Linked DNA regions of Danio rerio: region 1 is linked to region 2. A link is a contact called in public HiCAR-type data. All regions are on one chromosome and are shown on one strand. The core of a region is the stretch at or near the end of the contact, and the rest is flanking DNA. Distances in the headings are between cores, read along the strand shown.

Evidence for each region. HiCAR-type assays count read pairs that join an accessible place to other places.
Region 1: a contact with region 2 is called in a HiCAR-type map of caudal fin, with 5 times the contacts expected there. The contact joins the promoter of fancc here to the promoter of ptch1 in region 2. A contact is called at or near these places in 2 of 18 Hi-C or Micro-C datasets (caudal fin and an unstated tissue) and 3 of 4 datasets of contacts at active chromatin or transcription factors (caudal fin, embryo and gastrula embryo).

The regions. Positions count from the first base shown.
Region 1 is chr8:32,194,962-32,200,796 of GRCz12tu, reverse strand. fancc (FA complementation group C) reads right to left here and starts at 3,348. Exons shown (of 13, transcript NM_001040637.1): 1 at 3,009-3,348. The coding sequence starts at 3,164.
Region 2 is chr8:32,039,273-32,044,928 of GRCz12tu, reverse strand. It overlaps ptch1 (patched 1), which reads right to left and starts at 1,815. Exons shown (of 24, transcript NM_001305542.1): 1 at 1,259-1,815. The coding sequence starts at 1,426.

The DNA of each region.
Region 1 (5,835 bases), core at 2,099-4,598, 150 kb before region 2:
TAACGACCACAGAGAGTCGGGACCTCGGTTTAACGTCTCATCCGAAAGACGGCGCTCACTGAGCAGTATAGAGTCCTCGTCACTATACTTGGGCATTAAGACCCACACAGACCGCAGGTTGGGCGGCCCCTGCTGGCCTCACTAACACCACTTCCGGCAGCAACCTAGCTTTCCCATGTGGTCTCCCATCCAGGTACTGACCGGGCGCAGCCCTGCTTAGCTTCAGTGGGCGACCATGTGAGAGTTGCAGAGAGCTAGCTACCGGCAAATAAGTAGTGGTGTCCAACTTTTTAGGGGGAAATTTTAAAGCCCTTCTCCTTCATACTCTGTTTCAAGGGCCAAGTGGAAGGGCTAGGGTTACAACAATAGAACTGAGATTAGGCCTTACTGACAGGCTTTCCTTTAGCTTTTTGCCTACTGTATCAGGGGTCGCCACAGTAAAATAAACAAATAACTCATTTTACATCCTGCCACAACCAAGCTCTATGATTGCCCTACCCCATGCAAGCCCCAGTGCCGGAGAAAAACGTATTCTACCTTTATTCTACCTACATTCAATTTAAGTTTTACAGACTGAAAAATAGTTTGAAAAGACCATTCACTTGACCTTCCATAAACATCTCAAAAGTTTAAATCCATGCCCATCACAAGAGTCCATGGAAATTTGTCTCAGAGATGAGATTTATGTATGTTAAGGGGGCAAAAGTCTTATGTAGAAATTCATAATTCAGCAAATGTGTTCACACGCATACACCTCTCAGCTTCCCCTTGAGCGCGGGCGCATTGCCAGTGGGCACCCAACTGTGCCAGTCCAAGAAAGAAAATCGTTTACGGGACTGTGAAACCTCCCCTTTCCAGCAGTACCAAGCAGGGAGTGGGAAAACTGGTTCTGATGGAATGCAAATGAGGAAATTGATATAAACGAGACATTTTTTCATCTCTAGGCGCGAGCCACATCCTTAACTCATCCAAGCGCTGCTGTTCAGATCTGCTCCATTCGGGTCGTTTTTATGAGGCTCTGCCGGGAATACGGTTTAGGGCCAATTAAGAAATCCCGATCCTGTCACGTTGCTAAATGCTGCAAGAGAGGCTGACGCATGGAGACCGTGATGGAAACAGAAGGCGTGATTGCATTTTGGCAGGGTGGCCATTGTAGGTTGAAATAAAAAAGCCTGCAAGATCTTGTTTTCTTTTCCGACATGCCGGGCACCAAGCAGCATGGTGCACAGGGCCAACGGGGGATCTGCTAGTGCAAAAGGCCTATGCAGGATGAATAAAGAGGTTCTTTCAAGGTGACGAGAGTCAGTGGGAGGCAGAACATTTCTTAACACTGGTCCTTCACAGAGTCGTCCTATAGCCCATGCTGCCGCTTCCAAATTTGCAACACTTGATGCAGGGATACATTAGGTTAACGCTGGCAGTCCCTGGGTGGTTGTAAGTCTGCTAAATCATCACCAGTGCTGTGCCAATGTCCAGCATTCATCCACACAGAGCAACTTCTGTTAGAGGTGCTAAAAGAGTTAGTGAAAGCACTATGACTTTAACTTTAAAGCCAATTCTATGAACTTTGCTGTGATGATGCAAGAAAAATACATATTTTCAAAATCGACTATATAATCCTTCTTACTTACTTTTTTAGATTTTAACACATTAAAGCACAGCATGCTGTCAGCAGGCTAAAACTCACTTCAGGCAGTTGCGTCTTTCTAATGTATCTTATTTAAAGCTTTACAGTAAATAACAAACAACACTACAGCTCAAGGTGAGCAGATGTTCCTGTTTTTCAGGGACAGTCAATTTTTTGTTGTCTTGTCCCAGACTGGAGTTGTTTTCAGTAAATTTAAAAGCATACAAAATGTATTGGCCTCAAATTTTAAATGCACTATAAATACTGTAAACAAATTCATTTAAAACATAAATGTAATTCTAAAAATTAAGTAAGCAATGTTTAAATGTTTAAACAAAAAATGAAATGAAACTAAGTAAATGATTTATTGAACCCAAATACTCCTGATAGTTGTACAAAATGTAATGGAGAAGTGGGTACCCTTTATCATTGTGTATGGTAACGCAATAAGACAAAAGGAGACCCTTATTATGATTGGTAAATTAATTGAAGAAAATAAACATTTGGTTCCTAAATTATGTCCATTTCATATATATACCCTGTAAACTTGGATCTGAACACAAAAAAATGCAAACTATTAGATTTTAGATTACTCCAAGCAAAGCGTGTTATTGCTTTAAATTGAAAAAAAAAAAACTCAAATGACATCCTGTGGTCAGTGGATTACAGAAATGACTAGTAATCTTGCTCTGGAAGAGCTGACATACACTGTTATAAAGAACGACAATACTATGTAAGAAAATACTACTATAATGCTATAAGGAAAATTACAAGATTAACCAGGTGGACCATGCAACATTTTTGATGTTTGTGCTTTTAAACCCTTGTTAGTGTCTTATAGTATTGTTCAGATGTCTTACATTTCACCAACAATTAACAAATTAGTTTAATCAGCATACAATTGAAAGCTGGGAAATGCATTATTTTTTATTATTATGTACTGCTCTTATTTGAATTTATTTACATATTTATTTTCACCTTTTTAACCATTTGTCTTTATGTATTTTGTTTTGTAGTTCAAACAAAACCCAATAAATATATTTTGGGGGAAAAAATTAATGAGCAAAATCATTATTATGTTTTGCGGTCAGTAATAGAGAAAAACAAAACAAACAAACAAAATCTTTGTATCAAAACAATACAAAATTTAAAATCATTATACAATCAATAATCAAACCTCACTGACCAGATAGTTGGCCCAGGGTTTTTTTTAGTATCACAGCAGAGCTATTGTAGTTTTTATTGATAGTTTTAATTACAGTTTTTATTACTAAGATACAACTGGTTCCCAAAATTGAATAGGAAACTTCAAGGCTCAATCGTTACCTATATTTTTAAAAATCCTATACGTGTGAAACTTAATGTTCAGACATTTTCCTACCATTTGCTGCAACCCCTGCAGAATTTGCTGGAGAAAGTTTCTCAGAGGGCCAAGGTGTCTGCTAGTGTCCAGAAGAGCTGAACATGATGAAGCCTCTCCCCAGTTCACTGCTTTATTCATCCAAAACTGCACATTAGTCTCAGAAACACCCGCCATCTTCTCAAATCTGCAAAAACAAATCGACAGGAAAAATACAAGGAATTTTAATTGGTAAACTATTTATTTAAAGTCAACATCATGAATTAAAAATTGTAATCATTTAAAATTCTAAACCGAGACAGATAGAGGACAAAAATAAATGTAGTCCATCAGGAATCCGTTGTCTCATCGGATTACTGTCGTTTGCCATTGCTGCAATCTCTTGATTTTCTGGCAAGCGGAGCGACTGTACTTTAAAAGTGTGTTTCTCAATTCAAAAAAAGTAGCAGAGTTCGTTATAATGATGCCTTTTGTACATAGTCTGAGATGACAAGGGTTGTAATCAGGAAACGGGAAGTTGAAAATGTGTTACCCAATTGAGGGCTCTTAATTTGTCATCAGCCTGTATTTCATGAGCCGGCCAGTTTGAAAACAGAGGAGAAAAAAAATTATAAAAGAGGCATTGGGTAGTGCAATAAAGTCTTCGTGGACCTCATTGTAAACTTCCAGAATGCTCTTAACTCAACGCTGAAGTATTTTGACAATTAAACAAAAGCTAACAGTACTGAAACCATCAATGGAGACACATCCTCATCTGTGTCCTGCTGGGAGGTGAAGTTCTCACACCGCGGCCATGGCGTAACGGGGTAGAAAAAGCGCTCAAACAGCTTGTGTGTGCAGGAGCAGGAGTTTGTGGGTAATTGTTGTTCTTAGTCTTAATGACAGGTCTGTGAAAGACACAACAAGGGAGTGTTTTTATGATCCGCTCGTAACGGCGGAGTCGTTTAATGTCTTGCCATCACCCCTGCTGGAAAAATCCCTTGGGTGAGACAATGTAAATATATAATTAGCCTTTCTTTCCTTTTTTTTCATCAAACCAAACTATGAACAAACGCTTCTTGTTGACTTGTCATCCCCTCACAGCTTTCACCAGTCCTTCGGGGGACGCAGACGCCTGGCCAATAAACTGCCACGGCCAAGATGGGTGTAATTTCAACACAGAATACTGGTAGAGCGCTAGCTGAATTTGTACAAGTGTAAAATTATTTGGGCTATGCTATGCGCTGGAGAGTGTCAACATTGACACGTACCAACACATACTAATGTCCTGACTGTATGCCAGACAGAAAAAAAACATGACTACAAATGTATAATTAGGCCCCTGACAAGCAACAGTCAAGAGCAGAGTAAAACAGGTCTGCCTGACAATCGTTTGATTTGGTTTGGTTGGCTGGTTAAAACCAAAATTAAATAAAGGGGTATAAAAAATGTCTGCTCAGACAGCTGGTGTCTGAGTGAAGCTATTATTGAAGCTCCATTTACCATGGTGCTAATGGATTTGACATTCTTAGCTGGAGGGCAAACATGTTTTTGTACTCCACTCAACAATGTCACATTATTTAATCATCCCTGAAGTCCCAATAATAAACTCTGCTCAGATGATTTGATCTTTTGGTGGACTGATTGCATGTGATGTCTCTACTATTTTCAGAGTCACACTATTGTTTGATAATAAATTTTTCTTTGTATGTTTCAGCATTTTTAGGGTCGACATTTTATATTTAGAATGATCTGATCTAATGCTAATGAAGTTGTGGTGAAAAGGAAATCGTCGCAGATCTTTTCTTATTATTATTAATGCACAATGAAAACATCAACAGTACTTGCTTCTATTCATCAGTGGTTGATTAAACAGAGTCAGAGCTAAATGCGAGCTTGTGGTTGATTGAGGGCGAGGGGTACATTTAGCAGACTGAGGGTGTCTTGAGTATGATTAAAATGAGCTCTTGTGCGATTGCTGTGTTTCTGTTCAATTCATTTCAGAAAACCAGGTAAACACTAAACAAGCAGGGGGCCATTGAAAAGATATTATGAAATATTAATGCAACACAGACCAAAAACATCTAAATAAAAAAGGAAGACATGATGTAACAAGACCGAAAAAGGACAGAATGCTTAAGTATATGTGTTTTTTTAATCACACAAAAAAATCTTGAGAGTCCATACTTTACCAGCCGATTGATTACATCCGATTTTTTTTTAAATAGAAAAAGTTAGAAGTTGCACATGTTTTAAAGTTTTCAGAAATGCTTGATTTAAATTAGAAAACAAAATATTTTTTAAATAAATACTCAATTATTTGTGTTTATATTTAAAGCATAGAAATCTGAACATTGAATAAAAGCAAGGGCTGAATGATACTTAAAAATATGCAAAAGTCAAACTTATTCGCCCTTCTGTAACTTTTTTTTTATATTTCTAAAATGATTTTCAACAGAGCAAGAATTTTTCAAAGTAGTTACTATATTTACTTTTCTTCTGGGAAAAGTCTTGTTTTATTTTGCCTACAAAAAAAGCAGTTCAACATTTTTTTAAAACAATTTTAAGGTCAAGATCATTATTCCCATTACGCAATATATTATTGGAATTTTCTACAGAACAAACCATCATTATACAATTACTTGCCTAACAACCCTAACTTGCCCAATTAACCTAGTTGAGCCTTTAAAATGCACTTTAAGCTGAATACTTTTGTCTTGACAAATATCTAGCAAAATATTATTTACTGTCATCATGGCAAAGATAAAATAAATTAGTTATTAGAAATGAGTTATTAAAACTATTATGTTTAGAAATGTATTGAAAAAAATCTTCTGTCTGTTAAACAGAACTTAAAACAAAACTAACT
Region 2 (5,656 bases), core at 566-3,065:
GTCTAATATGAATCACAAAAGCAAAACACATCTCTGTGGTAACTGCTATTTGGCCAAATATTAAGTTGAGTTTTTATCCCCTGGATAACCAGTAGACCAGGATGACACATTCCGGTTCACACCTGGTGTTTTAATCTGTTTAGGCTTTTTCAATTGCTTTTGTGATATTTTGAGTGTGTGCACAAATGAAGGTTTTCTGAACTTTCAATCTAATGTTACAAAAAATATTGAACAATTTAGCAGAGAGAGGCTACCAAAAATGATACAGAGCAGCAGCTTTCCTTTCTGCCCTCATAGCTGCAAATCTACACAGAGCGCTGTTGATGCCATTGTGCTTTTTTGCCTTCGACCCAAACTTACTGGAAAAGGCAAAGTTTAAATCCCATCTGGCTCGTGTATGTCAGAAACACATCAAAGTGTTTAAACATTAGGCCAATTGGCAAAAGAGCAGGTCATGTTTTGTGGCTGTTCCAAATAATTCAAACAACCCAACTGAATGTGTTTTTAACAACCTCTAGAAGAGGTTGAAAGTGCTTGCTTCCATTTAGACAATTGAATTTAACATTTTCTGCTAGTTGTTGTATCAAAAAAGCTGCACACCATGTGTAAAGAGGATCTTTCTGCTAATGAAATTGGACACACAAAAACAACTACTGCCAAGTTGTAATGAATGAATGTGAAAACAGCTTGCCATACTACTACTCCTATTCTCTCGCTGTGTAGTATAATTCAAATGAGTTGTAGACCCACGCACAAACTATCAGACATTAAACTGACTATGGCTACAATGTGACAGACTGCATCCTTTGGACACTGTAGCACAGAAACAGGTTACAATATCCAAAGCCGGAGATGCACGTGGGTCGCATAGCAGAAGGGACGCGATGTGATGCGATTTGGGAAGTGCTGCAGCCATCACAGAGGGAGTTACGACAATATTTGTGAACGGAAGAGGGCAGCCACATGGATCGTGCGGGACGAAAACTACTCCCCGTGTAGATCCTATCTGAGGGGGGCTTCAATCAGTCGGTCAGGGCGAACTTGACCAACAAATCTGAAGAGCCTCCGCTTCACTTTCAAAGCTCAGCTTCGCTTCTGACAGATAGCCTAGGTTAGGTTGGTCGGAGCGCAAACGCTGCGGCTACAGGTTGGTCCCGCATCGGTCCCGTGGCTATCCCGTTACCTAGCGACTTCACTAAAGTTGAGCACTTTGTCAGCGCATTCCCAACAAAATCCAACAGGGCAAGCATAAAAGCACCTCTGATATCTGCTCCAGCGCAAAGGCGGCATCGCAATAGCTCGGCCGCTGCAAATACTCCAAATCCGCCGCGGCGGTCCGATAGTTGCCCCTATTTCTCCGCGTTACCCTCGGCCGATCGGGGTCTCTGTTTTCCTGCTCGGAGGAGACATTAACAGCCGAGGCCATGTTGCAAGGTCTGCGCCGAGCGTCTCGGTATCCGCGCTAGTGTATTTCCCCGCGAGCGTTTAGTGATATCCGAAGAAAACCAAGTTTGTCTCTCGTTGATCCCAGATCCGCGAAGCACTTCATACTCCTGTTTGAGACGGCGAGTCAGAGTCTGCGCCTTCCATTGCAACATTTCGCGAATCTGGAGGTCTCCAACAATTGCCCACTTTCACGGCGTCCGCTGGAAAGTTCGCGCGATCAGTGGATGCTCTGCAAACGTCGATCCCTCGGTGGCTGAAGCATTTCTGTGATCTATGTGGTCCCTCCTCAGGCCGCGCGACAAGGCGATCTCTGGGAGATTCAATAGATGTGAAAAAAGATCACTCTCCATTCGGAGACAGAGGAGGAGGGGCGTGGCCAAAGCGCTCGAGAGCCCGCCCCTGGGGCTGTCAGATGGCCGGGGTTCCTGCGCTCTGATTGGTTCCAGAAGGGCAAAAATTACTCAGCAAACACGACTATTATTAGCTGCTTAGCAACAGCTCACCAAAGTAGAGAGACCACCCAAGCCGAGAGCCCTCGTGTGTGCATCTCAAACTTCAGGGGAGTCTTAAAGAAGCAAAGCCCACTTTCTGCAGGGTCCGACCGAGGCGCGCGGGCCAACAAGAGCAAGAGCGCAGTCCGACTCCGAGCGCGCGGAGGAAGCGGAGAGAGCAAAGAAGAGGAGAGTTTATTTCTGGAGACAGGACAGACACAGCACTTTCTTTCTTTCTTTCTTTCTTTCTTTCTTTCTTTCTTTCTTTCTTTTTTTCTTTCTTTCTTTCTTTCTTTCTTTCTTTCTTAATTTCTTTCTTTCTTTCTTTCTTTCTTTCTTTCTTTCTTAATTTCTTTCTTTCTTTCTTTCTTTCTTTCTTTCTTTCTTTCTTTCTTTCTTTCTTTCTTTCTTATTGTTTGTTATAAGATATATTACATTTATTTATCTTATATTTTATTTATATTATAAAGGCTACTATTATTCTAAATTATTTTTCAGGCTTTTCTTATATATTACATTTATTATATTTATTTTAAATTTATATATTAAACTTTTTAAAATTTGTATAAATTATTTATAAATATTTGACATATTTAAATTATATGCATATACATAAGCTTCATTAGTTAATACACTTATTAACGTGAACTAATAATGAACCATACGTGTACTGCATATGTTTATCATAGTTTAACATTTACTAATGCATCAACATCCAAATTCATGCTGTGTACAGTGAACAATAAACAACTTTATTTTTATTAACCAATGTTAACAAAGGTTTAAAAAAATAATACTGTAATATATGTATTATCCATTGTTATGTTAATAAACACATCAACTACACTGTTAACCCTTAATGTAGATTATGCAGTAAATAACTGTAAAATAGCCAGTGTTTTGCTGTAATAAAAGGAAACAGTATTTTACTGTAAAAGGAGCAGGATTTGTATGAAATTTTGTAGTGCAAAGAATAAATTACAGTAATTTACTTTATGTACCCATTACAGATAATTACTGTGATAATAAATGATAAATTACTGCTCAACCACCATTATTACCCCATGTACTCTGATGCTTTATGTTGCTATATATACAGTATATATATATATATATATATATATATATATATATATATATATATATATATATATATATATATATATATATATATATATATATATATTCTGTTCAGTTTTGGTATTTGAATGGTCAGTATTGAGGAGAAAGTGACACAATGCATTGATAAGCTAAATTTCTCTGCAGCCATCTCTGTGTTTTCTTTGGTTCCTTTTATGTTTTTAACATTGAGTATCAGGAGTCAACCAATGTCAATGTCACAGAGCTAATTAAAAGGTAAAGATATCGACGAGATGCATTTAAAGGCAAAAATATTCACACAGAGCAACCAAATTATCACAATCATTTTTATAACTTTGGTTACTTTTCTATAATTAATATAATTAGCCTAGTTTAGCCTATAGTTAAGCTTTTAAATTGCACTTTAAGCTGAATATTAGTATTTTGCTAAATAAAAATGTGTTATTTAAAAAATATCTTAAACAGCACGTACATACATTTTTGCAGAGACTCAATGAATTTGTTTGGAAAACTTCAAATGAAGTAGGTAAAAATGGCATTAACAGTATAGTATAAAGACTTTCCTAAATAAATGTATTAATCAGGTTATTTGTTTTTGTATTATTATTATTACTACAGGTTTGGAACAACATGAGGATCAGATTATTTATTTATTTATTTATTTGCTTTGGATGAAGTTTTTATATTTTTATTGTTTTTATTCAATGATATGTACATGATTGTGATAAATGTAGGCAATTCCTTTGAAAATATGCTAGGTACACGGGATGTCGAACTCCTGAAGGGCTGCAGCCCAGCAGAATTTAGTTCCAGCCCTGCTTCAACACACTACCTTTAGATTTAGTTTGATCAGGTGTGTTTAATTAGTATAACTGCACTGTTACTCTGTAGATTGTGCAGTAAATAACTGTAAAATAGCCAGTGTTTTGCTGTAATAAAAGGAAACATTTATTATTTATTAACACATATTATTTTACTGTAAAAGGAGTAGACTTTGTATGAAATTGTGTAGTGCAAAGAATAAATTCCAGTAATTTACTTTATGTACTCATTACATAAAGTAACTGACAATAAATAGCAAATTACTGTTCAACCATTACTGTCCCATCTTCTCTGACGGTTTATGTTGCTATTTATAGAGACGTGCATTTTAAAGGCAGAAAATATTGATTTAGGCATCACCACTCCCACAGGCTGTCTGTCTTTTTCTTAACACAAAGGTGTTAGAAAGAGTTTTCAGAAAATGCTGGCCCTTTAAGGGAGCCAGGTGTTTGATTTGTTTACTGCTGAGTGTGCTTCATTCTCTGTCCATCAATTCAGATGTAGAGTCTGATATGTTTTAGGCTTTAAATAAGAATCTACAATGAGTAAATAAAATGTGTTCAAATGTTTTTGAGGGTTTCTAAAATAAGGCTGTGTTTTAAGCTATATTGTTGTTATCTTGAACTGTGTACTTAAAAGCTACATTGTTAGCTAGTTGGCCTTTCCTCATATAACGTCTTACATTACTTTTGTTTAAGTATGTGTATTTATTGGATATTGCATACTGCCATAATGTACAGATGCTAACAGTTTCATGTATCTTTCTGGCAACTAAGCCAAAATTAAATTCCATCATCTCAGTAAGGGAACATGTGCACATCATCACAGGGAATCACAAAAACATGATACACATAGCCATCCACACACAAAAGCTCCACTTTCAGGTCCCAGATTGTGAGTTTGTTGTTAAGTATTTTTTAGAGCTGTGTTTCCACCTATGAATTTATATTAGAAACAATAGAAAAGGTTTTGGTCATGAGATTTTTTAAGTAAATAATAATTTTAACAAAAGTTTGGATCCTTTGGTTTTTCGGTGTTGCTAACTTTATCTTTGTTTTTTTATAATTATTTTAAACTTTTTATTGAGAGTTGACACAGTTTTAAATTATTTAAAACTTTAACATTTAAAATAATTATTTTGTGTTTTTTGCCGTTCAGTTTTTTTAGTTTTTTTGTTTTGCATGGTCAGCATTGAGGAGAGAGTAACACATTTCACTGCAGCACTTTGTGTATGTGTGTGCGTGTGTGTGTGTGTGTGTGTGTGTGGGGGGGGGGGGGGTGGTTATTGGATATGTGATTGTGATAAATGTTGGCAGTTGCTTTAAAAGTATATAATATACCATGGGGGGCAAACTCCAAGTTCCTGGAGAAATGCAGCGCAGCAGAGTTTAGCTCCCACCCTCCTTCAACATAACCTGTAGATTTCTAAAACTGTTGCCAGTTACTTACTGTAACCAAACTTTTACAGTGAGTAGCTGGCAACAGTGTTGCCAGTATTTTACTGTAAAAAAACCTGGTAAGGTCTAACAGTGTATAGTGCATGTCTTTGTACTTGTAGGGGAAACCTGAGAACCCGGAGAAAACCCACACGAACACGGGGAGAACATGCAAACTCCACACAGAAATGCCAACTGACCAAGCCGAGGCTGGAACCGGTGACCTTCTTGCTGTGAGGCGACAGCACTACCCACTGTGCCACTGCTCCGCCCACATCTGAACTCTTCATATATTAGAATGCAAAGGTATCATTATTCTGTTTATTTACTTGTCAAGAAGTTCAAAATCCATAACCACAA